Regions from separate parts of the Mus musculus genome. Here region 2 is linked to region 1. Evidence: chromatin contacts called from public HiCAR-type data. All regions are on one chromosome and are shown on one strand. The core of a region is the stretch at or near the end of the contact, and the rest is flanking DNA. Distances in the headings are between cores, read along the strand shown.

What was found. HiCAR-type assays count read pairs that join an accessible place to other places.
Region 2: a contact with region 1 is called in a HiCAR-type map of embryonic stem cells, with 2.4 times the contacts expected there. The contact joins two enhancer-like sites. A contact is called at or near these places in 2 of 484 Hi-C or Micro-C datasets (both in embryonic stem cells) and 4 of 115 datasets of contacts at active chromatin or transcription factors (all in embryonic stem cells).

Annotation. Positions count from the first base shown.
Region 1 is chr4:56,845,611-56,848,310 of GRCm38.p6, reverse strand. It overlaps Ctnnal1 (catenin (cadherin associated protein), alpha-like 1), which reads left to right. Exons shown (of 19, transcript NM_018761.3): 2 at 312-501. Among named protein-coding and RNA genes, the nearest start is that of Ctnnal1, 18 kb to the left of the region's middle. Within about 2 kb of position 1,415, at least 46 of the 459 cell types and tissues checked have an H3K27ac peak or open chromatin away from gene starts, as enhancers often do. A contact at or near this core is called in embryonic stem cells, where this site is marked.
Region 2 is chr4:57,278,179-57,280,878 of GRCm38.p6, reverse strand. The region is part of intron 1 of Ptpn3 (protein tyrosine phosphatase, non-receptor type 3); the gene reads left to right. Among named protein-coding and RNA genes, the nearest start is that of Gm12536, 20 kb to the left of the region's middle. Within about 2 kb of position 1,413, at least 58 of the 459 cell types and tissues checked have an H3K27ac peak or open chromatin away from gene starts, as enhancers often do. A contact at or near this core is called in embryonic stem cells, where this site is marked.

The DNA of each region.
Region 1 (2,700 bases), core at 166-2,665:
TGTTCTCAAGTCTTGAAGATTTGTTGGAAGATCTGGAGAGTCTCTGGAAGTGTATGTCCCAGATTACTGCCCTCAGGTGAACTTGTAATCACAATTAATAGAAGCATTGTCCTGGGAAATGATGCAAGATGCTCTGCTTCCTGGCCCCTGGCCTGCAAGGTCTAAGGCGAATGATTTGCTTGGTCTGATATGCTGGGTTTAATTTTCTTGGTCTTTGTGATATCTTTTTTAAAGTTTTATTTATTTATTTATTTTTAAGTATTGAGGTAAAAGTTTCTTCTTCTTCTTCTTCTTTTTTTTTTAATTTTCAGATCACCACACTTATAAACCATAAAGATAATACCAAAAAGTCTGATAAAACCCTGCAAGCGATTCAGCGTGTGGGACAAGCGGTCAACTTGGCAGTTGGAAGATTTGTTAAAGTAGGGGAAGCTATAGCCAACGAAAACTGGGATTTGAAAGAAGAAATTAACATCGCCTGCATCGAAGCCAAGCAAGCAGGTACCTGTGTATCCACCTTGTGTTCCGCTGCTTGCTTGCTGGTTTGTTTTGTGTGTGTGTGTGTGTTTGTTTGTTTGTTTGTTTGTTTTAGGAGGCAAAGTCCTTGCTGACCTGGAACTTCCTTTTGGTGGCCTAGCTGGCTTTGAACTCTGCTTCTGCCTCTGGCAAGCCATTTGAGTCCACACCCAGCTCTCATTTCCTTCTTGAGGCAGGTCTCACGCTTAGCCCAGGCTGCCCTCAAACACAGTCGGAGTCCTCCTGCCTCAGGCTCCCAAGTGCTGGTAGAATGGGTGACATCACTGCTCCCAGCTGTAAATATTTATTTTAGAGACTATTGCTATTTCATTATTCCAAATGTTATGGCAAGTATTTTTTTATTATTTATTTAATTTGAGGCAGTCTCACCAGGTAGCCTGGTTATCCTGGAACTCACTGTGTAAACCAGGTTGGCTTTTAACTTGGAGTGATCCTCTTGTTTCTGGATTCCAAATGCTAGGGTTACAGCTGTGTACCACTACACCCAGGAAAACTTAGGAATTTGTTTTCTAAAATGCTGGGGATTGAACCCAGGGCTGTTTTTTATGCTAAGCACTACCAAGCTACATCCCTGACAAAACACTTTAGGTTTACTTTGAGTTAAGCTATCCAGCCAGAAGGTGGTGGTGCATGCCTTTAATCCCTCACCCCACCCCCACCCCCACTCTGTGAGTTTGAAGCCAGCCTGCTTTAGAGTTCCAGGACAGCCAGAGCTAAAACAGAGGAGTCCTGTCTCAAAATACAAAAAATAAAAACATAAAAAAAAAAATCCTAGAATATTAATGACGTGGGTTGGCTTTTAGGAATGGTGGGGCTCCTTCTGACTCCAGTCCTAAGCCTGAAACACAGGACTCATTCACAACAGTTCACAGTTAGAACGTTGACATGTCATACTGACTGAGGTCGGTGATGCAGAGAAGAGAGGGTGAGAGAGGGTGAAGGATGAAGGCAGGGAGACGCCATGTGAAGCGTTTACATACAAACAGCTAAATGCAGACAGTGCCATAGGGCTACAGAGAGCAGGAACAACAGAGAGCATACTTGCTGATGTGGCTGGATAGACACGATGTAGCTCTTAGCTACAGGAGAGGGAGGACTCTGGGCTTCTAGCCGTTTGTTGGTTTAGGGAACAGCTTTATGTGGGACGCAGAGGAGATGGCCTCACTTTATTTGTAGTTTATATTTTTTTTCCATTATAAAAAAGGATTTGAAGTGGGCCATAATAAAAGACATGTCAAGTGAATCTATTAAAATCAGAGAAAAAAATATACCAGAATCTTTGGCAAAGATGAATATTTAACTAAGTAGTAAATTTATCTTTGTACTTCCTGGAAAGCAAGACGAAAATGGGAGAAAGAAAGGGTTATATAACCCCCATTGTTTGCTGAGAGGCAACAAACCAGTTCGTAAGAGGAGAATCCTGTTTTCCTGGCACCACGTTATTCTCTGGGCACTTATACAGCTTGTTATAGAATACAGTGGGCAATGCAGAGAGAGCAGAAAGACTGTCTCGAATTGTTCCTGTTAGCAGCCCTTGCTGAAAGCAAGAGGGGCGGGGCGGGGAGGGGGGGTGGGATTTACAGGGAAAGAACAGCATGAGGTCCTATGGTCCCTTAGCCTTGTCTCCTTGTGCTTAGTGAGGGCAGGGGTTGGGGGAGGGGAGGAAGTGAGTCGTATGAGCAGGCATGCGCAGATAGCTCCAGCAGAGGATCAGGCAGGTCCCCTCCGGTGGCATGAGCCTCACATACCATCTCTTCTAAATCACTCCATGAGGAGCCCCACCCCAACCGGACACCTCCTGAAGTTGCAGGTAAATAGGGACCTTTCACTGACACGCGCTGTGAACCAGTCCTGAGGGCCTTTGGCTCACTCAGCCCTTAATGGCCTCTTTCTCCTGGGCAGCTTGCATGTGCTTGAGGGCAAGACTACGAAGCAGTGATCAAGACCTAGTGAGTGCTTCAGGTTAACTGTTATATTCCAGTCTGACCTTTTTCACCAGGCCGGGAGACACTGGGCAAGCCACGTTCTCATGGGAGCATGGCACTGGTCTTATTTGTGGAGGATTGTTATATGATGTGTGTGTGCACTCGGCATGAATACGTGTTTACCACGTTTTCACGTCATGATTCTTGCATCTTAGTCTCTCTCTGGTCTCTCTTTACT
Region 2 (2,700 bases), core at 164-2,663, 430 kb before region 1:
CATGTTCCTGTAGAGTAAATTTATTCCATCCTGCTTTTTCCAGTCTGTTCTGAGCTTGGTGGAACTGTCCATGGGCAAGGCGAAAAGAGGTTGGTCGCTTAATTTTAGGTAGAAAGTGCTAAGAATTGGGCTTACTCCATTCTCCCTTTTTTTAAGCCTTCCATGATGCTTCACTCTTTAAATAGTACTCTTACACCTCTGATGGGCTGTTTAAAACTTTCAAGAGCGAGGCATCCATGTAGAATCATTTCCGTGCAAGTCTATGTAAGGAGATAGAAACTGAACAGTTCTACAGTGGAATATGGCTTCTATAAACAGAAATATATACCCTGGGCACTTTCAAAACAGAAGTCATGATAGAATTTTGGTCCCCAAAGCCTAAAGCTCATTTTTCATACTCTCCAGTAGCTTTTTCAATACGAGTTCCTTTATTTAATTACCTATAGTAATGCGTTTTGGTCAACTAAGAACCTCCCGCCACCAGGTTCCTCAGAGCTACCCAGTCGTTCAGCCGAGAGCTTAGTATCTTCCATGTTTATGCAGCCTTTACCTTAGGCCCCTTCTTCTGTTGAGCAGAAGTCTGCTTCCTTTTCTTTCTTTTGTTGTTTGAGTAAGTGTGGTGTGTGCGCGAGTGAGGGTCGTGAGGCTCACTACATGTTTGTGGAGGTCAGAGAGTAAACGGGTGTTGTTGACGCTTGGCATCCTTCCGTGTTGGAGATCAGGGTCTCTCTTCTGCATTCCACTTCTCTGTACCGTATTCCAGGTGAACTGGCCCCTGAGCTTCTGGAAATTCTGTCTCTGCCTCACATCTCCCCACAGGAGCTCTGGGAGCCTTCACAGAAGGTGATTCAAACTCCCGGTTGTTACTCTCCAATGGAAAAGACTTACCCACTGAGCCACCTCCCAGGCCCTGAACCGGTTCATGTCGCCTCTTTAACCATTGAGTTAAAAAGAATCAGTCCAGTGGATTGGGCTAAGGTGTACATTCTCTGCTAATCTCAAAACTGGCCTTGGAAAGCAGGGGTAGCCGCTCTCTCCTAAATAACTCTTAGAAAAAAGTAAGCAATTGCTGAGGTTAACCTCCACTAAAGTGATTAAATTGGAGTTCCCACCCTCCCATTGCCTGATTCTAAACCTCTCACCTTATCCTTATTCCTCTTTTATGTAAAAGCTTCTAAAAGAACCTGGCCTAATCCTCCCAGAACGCTCACTAAGATATCAGCTATCCCTCAGGCTCCTCTTTTGCTCTGGAGCTCATAAAACCTCCCAGAACTTCCTCTCCTGACCTTTCAGTAAGGTCCCATAGTTGTGGAGTCTTTGCCTGGAAACCTCAGCGAGCTGGTCCTGTCACCCACCTCACCCTGGAAGGTCTCAGCCTCCTTGTCCCCTAGACACGTCTTCACCTCCTATGGAAGCCAGGTTCCCCGCATCTCTACCTTCCCCCACCGGCTGGCCACTTCCTGGCTTGGCCTGGGGCCAAGTAAATGAATATTGAGTCAATGGGCCGGAACTCCTTTGCCAAAGTAATAACAAAGGAAGCCAAAAGTAATTATAAACAAGATCTACAGGTCCTGGGGCAGGGGGTGGGGCTACCGAAAATACCCTCGTAGAAGGCCGGAATTTGGGGATTACTTGAAGGCTTGATGACATCTTCCCAAACATTAAAATAACTAATAAAAATCTTGTCTTCAACTGGTATCAGCTGGGGAGAGGAGTCACACGAGGGAGGACTCGGGACCTGGGTAGTTTTGGTTGCCTTTGCCCTGTGTGATACCCCAGGATAAAGGCTTCTCATACCTACCCAGGGCTGCCACCTTCCTGTGCTGGGCCTGGCTTCCTCTTCCCCGAGGCAGAAGTATTGAAGGTAGCTGAGGCCCGGAGGGCTGGAGCCTGTTTCGCTTTTTTTTATAGCGGTTTATAGGCCACCTCTCACCGCCTGTGGCTTCAGCCTGCTTCCCATCCTGCGCTCTGAGAGGAGCTGAAGCCTCTTCTTAACTTCCAGGCGCCCAGGCTAACTTTTTTATTTTGTTAGCTTTGACCACGGTGTCATGGTGTCCAACCTATAAATAAAAACTAAAGATAAACCCTGGGCTCTCGAATAAGAAAACTATTTTGACATTTCGAAGTCATCTGGGAACAAGGGAGCTAACTACAGGTTCTGGTTTGGATTGAACTGACGGGAGAGATTATCTCAGCACTGCTTTGGGGGCTCAGGGTCTTCTTTGGGAGGTCCCCTCTCTGAACAAATTAAAGGTCAGGGAACAAATGAGCCAATTCTGCGGTTGTGGTCTTGGAGCATGAGGATTGGTGGTGCAAGAGAAGATGGTAGAGTTTTGTGAAAGTCAAGACTGATTGCTAAGTCTTAAGTGCACTTCTGATGAAAAGGATCCATTTTATAAATGCACATGCAAGTTTCAAAAAAAAAAGTTTTGTTTTTACACCATTTGTGATTATCGTTGTTTAGCAGACGTTAAGCTTTTTTCTTTCCTTGTATGTCTGTGAGGATATCAGATCCCCTGGAATTGGAGTTACAGGCAGTTGTGAGCTGCCATGTGGGTGCTGGGAATTGAACCAGGGTCCTCTGGAAGAGCAGCTATCTTAACCTCACTGTGCCGTCTCTCCAGCCCCTAGGCTTTAAGCTTTAAAAGTATTATTTTAAAAAAAAAAGTATTGTTTTAAAAGTATTTTGTTGCTGTTGTG